3 separate regions of the Mus musculus genome follow, and all the other regions are linked to region 3. The links are chromatin contacts, called in public HiChIP or PLAC-seq maps. All regions are on one chromosome and are shown on one strand. Each heading gives the region's core, a stretch centred on a gene start, on an enhancer-like site or on the middle of the called end of the contact. The rest is flanking DNA. Distances are from core to core; before and after follow the strand shown.

What was found. HiChIP or PLAC-seq counts read pairs in DNA pulled down with a chosen protein or histone mark.
Region 1: a FOXA1 HiChIP or PLAC-seq map of pancreatic cancer cells shows a contact between it and region 3. The contact joins two enhancer-like sites. A contact is called at or near these places in 5 of 484 Hi-C or Micro-C datasets (the HL-1 cell line, embryonic fibroblasts, muscle stem cells and 1 more) and 1 of 115 datasets of contacts at active chromatin or transcription factors (pancreatic cancer cells).
Region 2: a contact with region 3 is called in a CTCF HiChIP or PLAC-seq map of the NIH/3T3 cell line, with 11 read pairs. The contact joins two enhancer-like sites.

Annotation. Positions count from the first base shown.
Region 1 is chr12:9,977,161-9,981,598 of GRCm38.p6, reverse strand. No RefSeq gene overlaps it. Among named protein-coding and RNA genes, the nearest start is that of Gm33734, 60 kb to the right of the region's middle. Within about 2 kb of position 2,303, at least 60 of the 459 cell types and tissues checked have an H3K27ac peak or open chromatin away from gene starts, as enhancers often do. A contact at or near this core is called in the HL-1 cell line, embryonic fibroblasts, muscle stem cells and 1 more, where this site is marked.
Region 2 is chr12:9,687,800-9,692,104 of GRCm38.p6, reverse strand. No RefSeq gene overlaps it. Among named protein-coding and RNA genes, the nearest start is that of Gm23979, 46 kb to the right of the region's middle. Within about 2 kb of position 2,339, at least 38 of the 459 cell types and tissues checked have an H3K27ac peak or open chromatin away from gene starts, as enhancers often do. A contact at or near this core is called in the NIH/3T3 cell line, where this site is marked.
Region 3 is chr12:9,837,529-9,841,660 of GRCm38.p6, reverse strand. No RefSeq gene overlaps it. Among named protein-coding and RNA genes, the nearest start is that of Gm22845, 26 kb to the left of the region's middle. Within about 2 kb of position 2,275, at least 62 of the 459 cell types and tissues checked have an H3K27ac peak or open chromatin away from gene starts, as enhancers often do. A contact at or near this core is called in the HL-1 cell line, the NIH/3T3 cell line, embryonic fibroblasts and 2 more, where this site is marked.

The DNA.
Region 1 (4,438 bases), core at 1,054-3,553, 140 kb before region 3:
TCTGATAACTGAACAATGGTAATGAAATAAAACAATTCTCAGAGGTATAGGAGATAAAGAAAAAGATCAAAGAATTGGAGGTTAGGATCAAATATTACCTCCAGATTGTAATCCTACATCTGTAGACTCCGGAGTTTAAAAGGTAGCCCTGGGTTCTAAATGTTTACTTTTATTTTCGAGAAAGGTTTGCTCTGCAACAATTTGTGAGCTCTCAATGTCAAAAAGATGTTCTTTTTTTTTAACTTATTAATCATGTTTTATCTTCTCATTTGTTAGACAGGTGGTACTTTTTTGCAAAGCTTAGTCTTGAGCTAGCTTATAATGCTTTTATTCAATATTTAAAATTTTTGGAAGTGACAAGAATTGGAGGTTAAACGTGGTGCGATTAACCAGTTGATCCGTGGATGAACTGTTTCTCTCTGTCTTTCTTCTCTTCCTCCCATCTCTCCTTCTCTCCCCTTTCTTCCTTTTCCAAAGTCATTTTTTCTTAGTTTCCAATGAACTTAGAATGACAAAACCAAAACAACTTATCCAACATGTTGTCTATATTATTTCAAAGCCATAAGATATTATATTCTGAATATCACTTCATTTTATTCAATTACATATAAATGTCCATTCCCTTCTACATCTGAAAGTAATGTTAAAACAGTGATACAAACTATTGCTTCTTGAGATCCTAAGGAAATCCTAAATTCGTAAGGATACAAGACAAAAATGTCAAAACCACAAGCAGTAAACAGTCACACTAAAGAAAAAAAAATACAAAAACAGCAACATCAATATACACACAATCACCCACACCACACACCAGTCACTGTTTTCTTTTACAACAAAAAGGGCTTCACAATTAAGTTCTAGATTGTTTCTGTGGTGGTAAATTCTCACCCAGAGACACTCAGGCAATGGATTGAAGTCACACAGTATAATTACACAATACCCTGGCCTTTACTCCAGGATGTAAAAGCACAAACAGAACACCTAGAGATTCAAAAACAATCAGTGGACACTTAGACTTTCCTTTTTTGTTTGTTTGGTTTTTTTTTTGTTTGTTTGTTTTCTTTTTTGAGACAGGGCTTCTCTGTGTAGCCCTGGCTGTCCTGGAACTCACTTTGTAGACCAGGTTGGCCTCAAACTCAGAAATCCACCTGCCTCTTCCTCCCAAGTGGGGATTAAAGGCATGCACCACCACTGCCCAGCTTGACATTCATTAAACTGATGCTTTGACTAACCATGTGATACTGGTGGGATAATTTATCCAATATCACAGAGAAGGCTATCTTCATTTGCCTGCCCAAATATTGCACTTCTAAGAATTCTTTGCCATTAACCAAAACAAACCAGACCAACAAGCAAAATATAAACAAACAAACAAACAAACAAACAGAAAGCCAAAACAACAAATAACCCAAAAAAAAACCCTTAAACTAGTGCCTAAACTACCTTTCTTCCTTTCTTTCTTCCTTTCTTTCTTCCTTTCTTTCTTTCTTTCTTTCTTTCTTTCTTTCTTTCTTTCTTTCTTTCTTTCTTTCTTCCTTTCTTCCTTCCTTCCTTCCTTTCTTTCTCTCTTTCTTTCTTTCTTTCTTTTCTTCTTCTTCTTCTTTATTTTTTTAAACCTGAACAGGGTGAAAATCAGCTATGTATTAAGGGGCCTCAAGTATCTTAGAAACAAACTTGTGAAATTTGTATTTTTATGTCTTTCTCTGAAAGTATTTTTTATCATCTCCATGCTTTTACACAACCATGTACATTATCTAACATTTATTTCAAACATTGGCAATGAACATTTATATGCTCTAAGTCTTTAATTATAACTTAGTCACTTGAGTTTGTAAAACTCACCATTGATTTTCCTTGTGCCCACATATACATGGGCACACACACACACAGCCTGTACATTCCATTGGCACACTTCTCTATAGATTTATTGGAATGTAGGAAATTAACTATATAACCCCCAAGAAAGCAATGCTGTTATTCACAGTGGTACATTAACAGGGAATTTTGTCCCTTATCCAGAATTGACCTCAAAGAAAGCTTGATTAAATACTTCTTAAAAATGGTTGCAGTGTTGCAGGTAATAAGTGTCTGACATCAGAAATGAGAAAATGCTGCTAATTCTCACTGTTCTCTCTAGATTTCTTTCCCCCACCCCCACCAAATGTCTACATAGTCAAGTCTCTGGTATGCATCAGAAGAGCATGTGATTTTCAGAGTGAAGTCAAAGGAAAAGTATGCAGATGGCAGTGTAAATGTTAGGAAAGTTTGAGGAGAAATATGCCAGTTATGTTCTGTTTTGTTAGAGTAACTATAGAACCATTGCAGCAATGCCACGGTCAAGACTCTTGCCAAGTGGAATACCCTATTTATAACCCTAACAAGCAGAGGAAATGGTGCCAGGAACAAGATAAAACTATTAGTCACATTTTAAAAGATACTTAAAAGCTAGTTTGTATTTTAAAATAAATTTTGGTGGTTAAGCACACAACTTGGGTAATTACAGATCTGGGTGTTGAAGCATGGTGCAAGAGCATTAATTAGTCCTTTCCTTATCTTTGCTGCCACATCTCTGCCAGATAGCTTGTTTGAAGTCATAAATGGAGCTCATAAATGGGCTCTTTGGGAGATACCTAGGAAATAAACAATCCTCCCCTTTGGTAAATAGCTAAGAGATCTCCATGGACTCGCATGCTTTTTCCCAGTGTTGGCACTGTTGATTCAGTGCCCAGCTGGCAGCTCCTCCTCATCTGTCTTGTTTCTGGCAGTCTTTCCAATATCAAGCACTTACACAGCAATCAGAGGCATTGAATTCCAAAGAATGCTTTGAGCTTATGGATTCTGGTCATAATGGTGTCACACTGCAGGGTTTCTGCCACCCAGAGTACATGTGGCTACGTCAGGACACGTGCTCTAAATCCTTGCCTCTTGCCCTTTACCCCAAGGAGACTGAAAGACTGTGGTGTAGTAGTATGGGCTTCCTTAGCCTTTCTTTCCATCAGTGAGAAGTTACAAGTTCTGTAATGCTTTCAAATGTAAGGACAGGGCAAGCCCCAAACACAATTCCTTTCTCTCCCTGTATTTCCTCCATTTCTTGCCCTCACTGACTCACTTATCTGACTTGATAGAAAACACACACACACATACACACACACACACACACACACACACACACACACACACACAAAGCACATGATTTTTCATGTTTTTTTATGTTTATGTGAGTTTTGACTGAATGCATTTATGTATATGTGTGTATGCATGCATGTATTAGGCATGTATGTATTATGTATTACATATTATGTATTACATATTATGTATTACATATTATGTATTACATATTATGTATTATGTATGTATATTCACCATGTTCATGCAGTGCCTGCAAGAATCAAATCTGCTGGCACTGGAGTTGTCAGACCATGAAAGCATTTAGGAATCAAATCCAGGTCCTCTGGAAAAGCAGCTGGTATTCTTAACCTCTGAGACATATCTCCAACTCCAAGGGTCTACAATTATTATTAAATTAGAAAGAACTAGAGTTACTCATGGTTCTTTTTGCTAGTACTGTGTTTTTAAAGAGAAAAAAATTGTGACTTCAGGTTCCATTGCTTTTCTAAGGATGAAAACTATTCTTGCAGGTTTGTTGAGGTCTAGAGGCAGCAACATGAAAGATGCCCTGTACTCTTTCCAAAGAAATGACAATCAACAAATGTTCATTCCCCAGGGCTGAAGCCACTATATTATATAATGTAGAGTTCAATGTATTTGTTGTCATACTACGTAACATATCACCAAATTTCATGTATTTTCTATGTTATTTTTGTATTGATGATATATGTGTGCATGGTGCCTGCACATGAGTATATGAGTGCATATGCCCATGCAGTTGCATGCAGAGGCTAGAGCAGGACACAGACTATTGGCCTAGATCACTCTCTACCTTACTGCCTTGAAACAGTGTCTCTTTGCAGAACCAGGAACTTGCCATTTCAGAAAGCCTTACTGTCTAGTGAGGTCTCAGGATCCATCTACCTCCAACCACAAAGTTGAGGTTACAAGTACACATACCTATGTAAAGGTTTATATATGGGTGTTTGGGATTTGAAATAAGGGTTTCATATTTCAGGGTAAATACCCAGTCATATCCTGAACAGAGATATCATTGTTTTTTCCCTTACTATAGGATACTGTGAATGAATATTATTTACTATAATAATACTGTATGTTGGTATATGACAATTCTATAAACAAATATGTATAATTTTAGATGAGCATGTGATGTAATTGTCATTATATATCTTAAATAAATACTATATTAAGCTGTATATATCCCTATATTAGATTATATTACATATTATATTACATGCTGTAGGTTAGATCACAAATTCTGAATTTATACTATTTTATGTCATATGTCATGCTTATGTATTATATATTC
Region 2 (4,305 bases), core at 1,090-3,589, 150 kb after region 3:
ACTATGTTCATAGCAGCTTCGTTTGAAAAAGCCGGAAGGAAATAACTTAAATGTCCCTCAACTGAAGAATGTATAAAGAAATGTGGTACATCTACACAGTGGAATACTATTTATCTATTAAAAAAATGAATCTTGCAAGCAAATGGATGAAAATTAAGAATATCACCAAGTGAGGTAACCCAGACTCAAAAGGGCACACAAGATATGTATTCATAAGTGGATATTAGCCATGAAATACAGGATACTTATTCCACAAACCCAACGAAGCTAAACAAGAAGGAAGGTCCAGGGGAGAATGCTTGAGTCTCACTTAGAAGGGGGGATAGAATAGTCATAGGAGGTAGATGGAGGGGCATAGTGTCCACACTTCATTCTTCTTGAGTTTCATGTGTTTAGCAAATTGTATCTTATATCGTGGGTATCCTAGGTTTGGGGCTAATATCCACTTATCAGTGAGTACATATTGTGTGAGTTCCTTTGTGAATGTGTTACCTCACTCAGGATGATGCCCTCCAGGTCCATCCATTTGGCTAGGAATTTCATAAATTCATTCTTTTTAATAGCTGAGTAGTATTCCATTGTGTAGATGTACCACATTTTCTGTATCCATTCCTCTGTTGAGGGGCATCTGGGTTCTTTCCAGCTTCTGGCTATTATAAATAAGGCTGCTATGAACATAGTGGAGCATGTGTCCTTCTTACCAGTTGGGGCATCCTCTGGATATATGCCCAGGAGAGGTATTGCTGGATCCTCCAGTAGTACTATGTCCAATTTTCTGAGGAACCACCAGACTGATTTCCAGAGTGGTTGTACAAGCCTGCAATCCCACCAACAATGGAGGAGTGTTCCTCTTTCTCCACATCCACTCCAGCATCTGCTGTCACCTGAATTTTTGATCTTAGCCATTCTGACTGGTGTGAGGTGGAATCTCAGGGTTGTTTTGATTTGCATTTCCCTGATGATTAAGGATGTTGAACATTTTTTCAGGTGCTTCTCAGCCATTCGGTATTCCTCAGGTGAGAATTCTTTGTTCAGTTCTGAGCCCCATTTTTTAATGGGGTTATTTGATTTTCTGAAGTCCACCTTCTTGAGTTCTTTATATATGTTGGATATTAGTCCCCTATCTGATTTAGGATAGGTAAAGATCCTTTCCCAATCTGTTGGTGGTCTTTTTGTCTTATTGACGGTGTCTTTTGCCTTGCAGAAACTTTGGAGTTTCATTAGGTCCCATTTGTCAATTCTCGATCTTACAGCACAAGCCATTGCTGTTCTGTTCAGGAATTTTTCCCCTGTGCCCATATCTTCAAGGCTTTTCCCCACTTTCTCCTCTATAAGTTTCAGTGTCTCTGGTTTTATGTGAAGTTCCTTGATCCACTTAGATTTGACCTTAGTACAAGGAGATAAGTATGGATCGATTAGGAACAAAACACCCATGGAAGGAGTTACAGAGACAAAGTTTGGAGCTGAGATGAAAGGATGGACCATGTAGAGACTGCCATATCCAGGGATCCACCCCATAATCAGCATCCAAACGCTGACACCATTGCATACACTAGCAAGATTTTATCGAAAGGACCCAGATGTAGCTGTCTCTTGTGAGACTATGCCGGGGCCTAGCAAACACAGAAGTGGATGCTCACAGTCAGTTAATGGATGGATCACAGGGCTCCCAATGGAGGACCTAGAGAAAGTACCCAAGGAGCTAAAGGGATCTGCAACCCTATAGGTGGAACAATATTATGAACTAACCAGTACCCCGGAGCTCTTGACTCTAGCTGCATATGTATCAAAAGATGGCCTAGTCAGCCATCACTGGAAAGAGAGGCCTATTGGACACGCAAACTTTATATGTCCCAGTACAGGGGAACGCCAGGGCCAAAAAGGGGGAGTGGGTGGGTAGGGGAGTGGGGGTGGGTGGGTATGGGGGACTTTTGGTATAGCATTGGAAATGTAAATGAGCTAAATACCTAATAAAAAATGGAAAAAAAAAGGAGGCAGATAGAGGGAGAGAACTAGGTTGGAAAGGTGATGGGGAGTGGAACGCGGAAGATGGGGAATGTACATGTAGACCTCTCAACTAGCTAGAAGTTGCTCTTGGGCAAAATATAAAACATTTCCTGCCTTGTTTACTGCTGCTGTGGCAACAAACTATCATTCCTACTTCCCCACAGGGACAAAGGGAACGAAGAGGGTTTTTTATAGAAAGAAGTCAATACCAGACACTTCTGTCTTTATTGTAGGTTGATGAGTCACCATCACTGGAGTAAGTAGAATGCTGCCTAGACAGTGTACTAATTTGAAAATCTGAAGTCCTGGCTGATATGCTCAATCTCTTTGTATCTTAGCAACACAGATGCTCTGAGTTCACCAAGCCCATGAGTCACTGAGATACCTCCAGACTGGCTTCATTGGGAAACAGCGTGTTCCTACTAGCAGAAAGTTCTGTGGGTAAAAGTTAAAAAGCTGTGACATGTAGTCCGTGGAATATCGGGTTGATGCTAGCTGCAGCACTGGGGATTGTTGGATTCTGTATCCAGCATTAGTGACTGCTCAGTCTTAGCACCCAGAGCCTTTTTTCTTCATTGTTCTTTATTTCTTTTATTGTTCTTTTATTTCTAAACTTTTTAAAATTTTCTTGAGTTAAATACATTTCTATCCTCTAAACTAACCTCGAATCTATCTTTAAACTTCCATCTACAGAACAGCATTTAATTAGGATAAACTCACTTTCATCCTAATAAATTATAGAATTTCAAAGCTAATAAAGAACTCAGGAATCAAAAACCAGCCTATGTGCTGCAGAAAGAGGGAAAAAAATAGTCAGGACCAAGGCCATACAGCTAGTTGGGGACAGAGTGAAGCTAACAAGCTCAAAGCTCTTGGCTTCTCAATTGAAGCAAGTCATTTGCCAGATTTCTGTTTCTCAGCTCTAACAGAGGGGAAAGTATTGTGTCCTTTTATCAGTGCCATGTGAGGAAAAAATTTTGCTGTAAATATTATGCTTCCTCACATTTTAACAATAGTTAGATGATGTTCTTCCTGGAAAATCTTGGCTAGATTCTTCAGAGTCTCAGAACACAGTGTAATGTTTACTAGTCCCATCAAATTAGTGTACTTTGAACTTGGAGGTTCAAGGTTGCAATTTATACTCTACATTAAGCTGTCCAGTTAAGGAGCTGGTGAAAGGCTATTCATCTGTCAACTCTGAGGCCACAATTAGAGGCTGAAGATGACACAGCACAGAGAATAACCAGTCATTGTAACTCCAATACTAATCCCCTTGTTTTGTGAAATAGACAGGAGGACTTGGAGCTAGACCCAGGAAAGAAAATATTCTGTATTGATATGGTAATATGAAAAAAGTTGCATAAAGATTGTGAAAAGGGGGCACACACAGCTCCCTGCTCACAAAGGAGGGCTGAGCAGTAAAATATTGACATTTAAATTTAAATTTCAGCATATCTACTTACCAACTCTGTGAATTTGAGCAATCCACCTGACCTCTTAGCTTAGGTTTCCCATAAGGAAAACTAGACATAATAAGAGTATCTATCTCATAGGGTGTGCCTGAGAACTCAATTAGTCAATGTAAATGGTTCAAAAACAATGACTAGTTTGTGGTCTGTTCCCACTAAAAGTCAACTCCTTTTCCATTATTGCAAGCAGAGAGTCCTTGGCTTTGTGGTGAAGTTGAGCAGCTTGAGTCACTAAACATGAATCTCAGAACTGCACCACCTGAACTCTATGAGGTGATAGGAATTCCCCATTCTTCTTGGAGCATTCATAAGAAATGGGAGAGGCTGAGGTAGAGCTCATGGACCCTTAAGTGTAGCAATATGATCTGTTTGGCAGTTTATATTCAGAACATGTCCACCTGCCATTGAAAACATGTCAGTAGTGATGTGGCTGTCCTCGTGACCTTACTGGGCTATTTGGCAATGGCCAGTCAGCTGGAGCTGTGTCCATTTGCTTCATCTGCAAAATGTGATGGTGCTTTAAATGGGTCCTATGTCAATTGCAGTTTAGCTTTTCTTCCAAATATTTTTTTGATTATATTTCCACAGCATGAAGATGACCTCAATGATTTCTAGAGAAATTCAGATATGGCAGTTGAAATATGTTAATCAGGCATACATAAGTCTTGAATATCAATTTCAATACATGGCAGAGACCCAGAGTGTCAATTCCAAAAAAAAAAAAAAATGAGACTTCTCAACTTCTCAGAAGGTGGTATGGCAGGTGGGTCATTCGGGTCTCTCCAGATCACAGGTGAGGCTCAGAAGCAATGAGACCAGACCTTTCCTT
Region 3 (4,132 bases), core at 1,026-3,525:
AATAGACTTGGGAAGAGTAGCAAGCCAAGTTCCTTAGAGGTTCACAACTCAGAGTGCTTTGGAAAGATGTCAAGTTAAAGATGCCTTCTGAATACTGTGTCATTGTCTGTTACTAACCCTTAGTTCTTCACCTAGCATGTATTTGAGTTTTATCACCCTAATTAGAATGTTTAGGCCAGTGTTAAAATATTAGTTTTTAGACTATCTCTTTACTCAATTCCCTGTTGTTGCATGGAATAGTCAGTGATGTTCAGCCTGAATGGGAACACATGTGGCTGAAGAATAGCTACATAAATGACCAAAACCAAGGTTTTATATATATACATACATATATATATATATATATATATATATACATACATACATATATATCTGTGTGTGTATGTGTGTATATGCATACACACATACACACACACACACACACACATATATATTATTGGTTTTTCAAGACAGGGTTTCCTCTTTGTAGCCCTCGCTGGCCTGGAACTCACTCCATAGACCATGCTGGCCTTAAATTCAAAGATCCATCTATTTTTATACTTTCATTGTATAATTCTTGTTCATGAACATTTAAGTGAAGATGAAACGTTTCAATGTCAAGACATTAAATATACCTTGTAGACGTTGCTTATTATTCACAAAAGAGAACAGTAAACCAATGCATAAATATCCAGCTTTATTCTGAAAATAGTAGTAGTATCAGCAGCAGCAGCAGCAGCAGCAGTATATAGAATTATAATATTTACTACTGGAATTAGATCTTAGACATGCACTGACTGTTCTGAGAATTTAATCCTTTTACATATCCTAGTTCTGTGAAACTTAAGTTTAATTTTCTGTAAGGAAAAAATATAACTTTCGAACTATAACCATGACACTAAGGTCAGTAATTTCACAGTGGGAAGACTCCCCAGGAGACTTCTTTACAGAGAAGTTTTCTGTTTGTCCTTGGACATGGAAGGATCTATCTATTCCTCACTTCTGTTTTATCATTCTCAGTGTTTCTCTCTCAGCCAAACCCCAGAGGATGCTTGATATTCCCTGGCAGTCTTTATTCCTCTGAAAATGCATTTTTAAAATCGCCTTTTTGGAGAATTCAAGTAAACTTGAATTATGGTCACAAAGTCTTAAGTAGATGGCTCTGAATTAACACAAGACTGCACTGCCTGCTAATGGCATCTTGGGGGCATTGAGTCTAACTCTTCTTGTATTGGCAATGCGCATTCTGTATTAGTAAAACCAGAAACATCTGAGAGGAAATGACTGTGCAACAAGGGTTCCCAGTGTGCGCCACGGATCTGACATAATAAGTTCTGGTCCCAACTTTGTCTGTTGAGCTAGAAAGCTTGTCAGAGGCCATCAGCTTGCTCTGGATTATTTAATGGCCACCCTCCCTGGTAAAGTTCATGCTGCCCTCTGTGGCACTGAGAGCCACCGACACCAAAGGATTTGGTTTCATGTACTTGAACTTGAGTGACACAAATATTTCAGTGGTGAATCAGTCCTGGAAAGAGAAGGAGAGTAGTTAGGGAGTGTTTATAGAAGACATTTCATCATTGCTAGTCAAACATGTCTCACTGTTGGTTCAGGAGGCTCTGGTATTTTCCTTCTTTGAAGGGGATGCTAAGAAAGCCAATAGCTTCCAGCCTGTAGTTCTGCTCCGAGAAAGAGCAATGGCCATTTGCACACAGGGAACCCCAGGACTAGTTGCTTTGGAATGTTGAAAATGTTGGGGAAATAATTGTATGTTTTTCCTCTGGGTGGGGGGACACAAAAGCTGTTGGGTGCAAGTAAAGTAGAACTAAAGCTGCTTCTAGAGTTGGAGCAGTGAAGGGAGCCGCTCCCTCTGCCTCATAGCCTGGAAAAAGTCAGTGTGAAGACTATCAGAACCTCAGTAATAATGGTCAGAAAACTTGGTTGAAAAACGAGAAGGTTGATTCTTTTGGCATGGGTCATCATAACTTGGACCATATCTCAAGCATTTGTGGACCCAGTGAAGCAATTCATGAAACCTCAACCCTCAGATGAAGATGGGATGGTACCAGTGCCCAACACTTAGGAAGTGTGCAGTCCTTCTGGAGGTGTGGCATTATGAATGACAAGGAGATTCAAGAAGACTGCCCTTAGGAAAAAACCTAGCCAAGCCACACCAGGAAGCACAAACCAAATTAAATATTTTAAGAAAATAAACAAAGCTACTGAGTCAAGCATACATAGCAAGAAAATGGGAAAAGATTGTTTGAGACCCAAGGTTTGAATATCATGAAGCCACATATGTGATGAGCCAGCCCAAAGGAATGAGAATCCTGCAGCTGTGTGTACCCTGAGGCTGTTCTCTCCAGAGCTCCCCCGGAAAGGAGACTTGTGATCCTGCTAGGGCAGCTAATTATACTCTGTTCTTTTCGCCAATGTGAGCATGGCTTGGCTGAGAGTCTCAATCCTGTCTATCGATTGAATTGTTCATATTGTGAACATTTTACTATAAGGCTTCCCAATTTGCTTGCAGGAACTTTAGAGACTGTCTGTTACAACAGAATTTTTTTATAATCAAAACTCAGCCACACAAATATTCCATCTTAAAATTTTCAGAAGTCTGGAAGTAAATAAGTTTATTTCAACACTTTGAATTTAGCAGGATTTAAACTTTATGAAAAAAGATATAAAGTGGGCCCATGTGAGGGTTAAGAATTGATTGTAATGAAGAGAGAAAGAGTCCACTGCACACCAACTGCTGGTAGGAAATAGAGCCTCGGTGGAACTGAGTTCCGATTCTGGTTATAGCTGCTTTAATCTACCCACAAGGTTTTGAACCAATTACCCTTGCCACAACAGAAGGTCCTTCACTAAGAATGATATACTGCCATAACTTTGGCACGTATGAGGGGTCAGTAAGACACATGTTTGCTGTACGAAATCTGTTCAACTTGGTTATAAAACTTTTGTCAAGAATATTACCATATCTGATTACAAATTACTATTGGAACCAAATATCAAAAACTGTGTGTTAAGAATAAGTATACTTTTACATTCCCTGGATGAAGCTCACAAGATTTTCTTCCTTTTTTTCTCTCCCTTTTAAAATTTATTTTTATATACTTTAGTTTTCCTTTATTTTCACAATTTCACCTATGGATACATTCATATGGATACATTCCATACTGACTACTCCCCCCTCCTACCTCCATGCCACCTCTGCCCCACCTACCTTCCCACATGTCTCACTCTTATATTTGTGTCTTTTTTTTTTTTTGACCCACCAAGATTTGTAAGAGCCATCTGTGTGAACACAGGCTTGAAGTTATTTGTCAGAACCTGGTGTGGTAGGCTCAGAAGACAGTACAAAACTACAAACATCTCCCTATTTTTTAATTTCTTTTCTTTTTATTTTATTTTTTTATATTCCAGTCATTTCTTCCCTCTTGGTTCACCCTACACCTTTCTTCAAAAGGCTGTCACCACCTCCTGTCCCTGCCAGACCTTCCCACCCCACGGGGCCTCAAGTCTCTCTAGGATTAGGAGCATCTTCTCCCACTGAGGTCAGACCAGGCAGTCCTCTGCTCTTTATGTGTCACAGCTTCCAAGCAGCTCTTGTATGCTGCCTGGTTGGTAGCTCAGTGTCTGAGAGATTTCAGGGGTTCAGATTAGTGGAGACTGCTGCTGGTCTTCCTATGCAGTTGCTCTCCTCCTCAGCTTCTTCCAGCCTTTCCCTAATTGAACCACAAGGGTTCCCAACTTCAGTCCAATGGTTGGGTGTAAGTATCTGCATCTGTCTCAGTCAGCTGCTTTTTTGGGGCCTCTCAGAGGGCAGCCATGTTAGGCTTCTATCTGTAAGCACACCATAGCATCAGTAACTGTGTCAGGCCTTGGAGCTTCCCCTTGAGATGGATCACAAGAGACTTCTCTGTAGTCAATAGTTCAGCAGTAAAGCGTCGGGCCTTGTAAGCACCCTCCCCCTTCATTGATAACTTTTACTGGGTCTGGTATATTGTGAGCCCAGGGTGTATAACTACAGTTTATGTGAATTGATGTTTACAGCAGTTGTTTCAAGTCCAGGGGATGGCATTTTGAAATCATTTGCTCTTTTCACACTTCCCCCTTCCTCTTCCACAGTGTAGCTCCAGACTCAGACTGG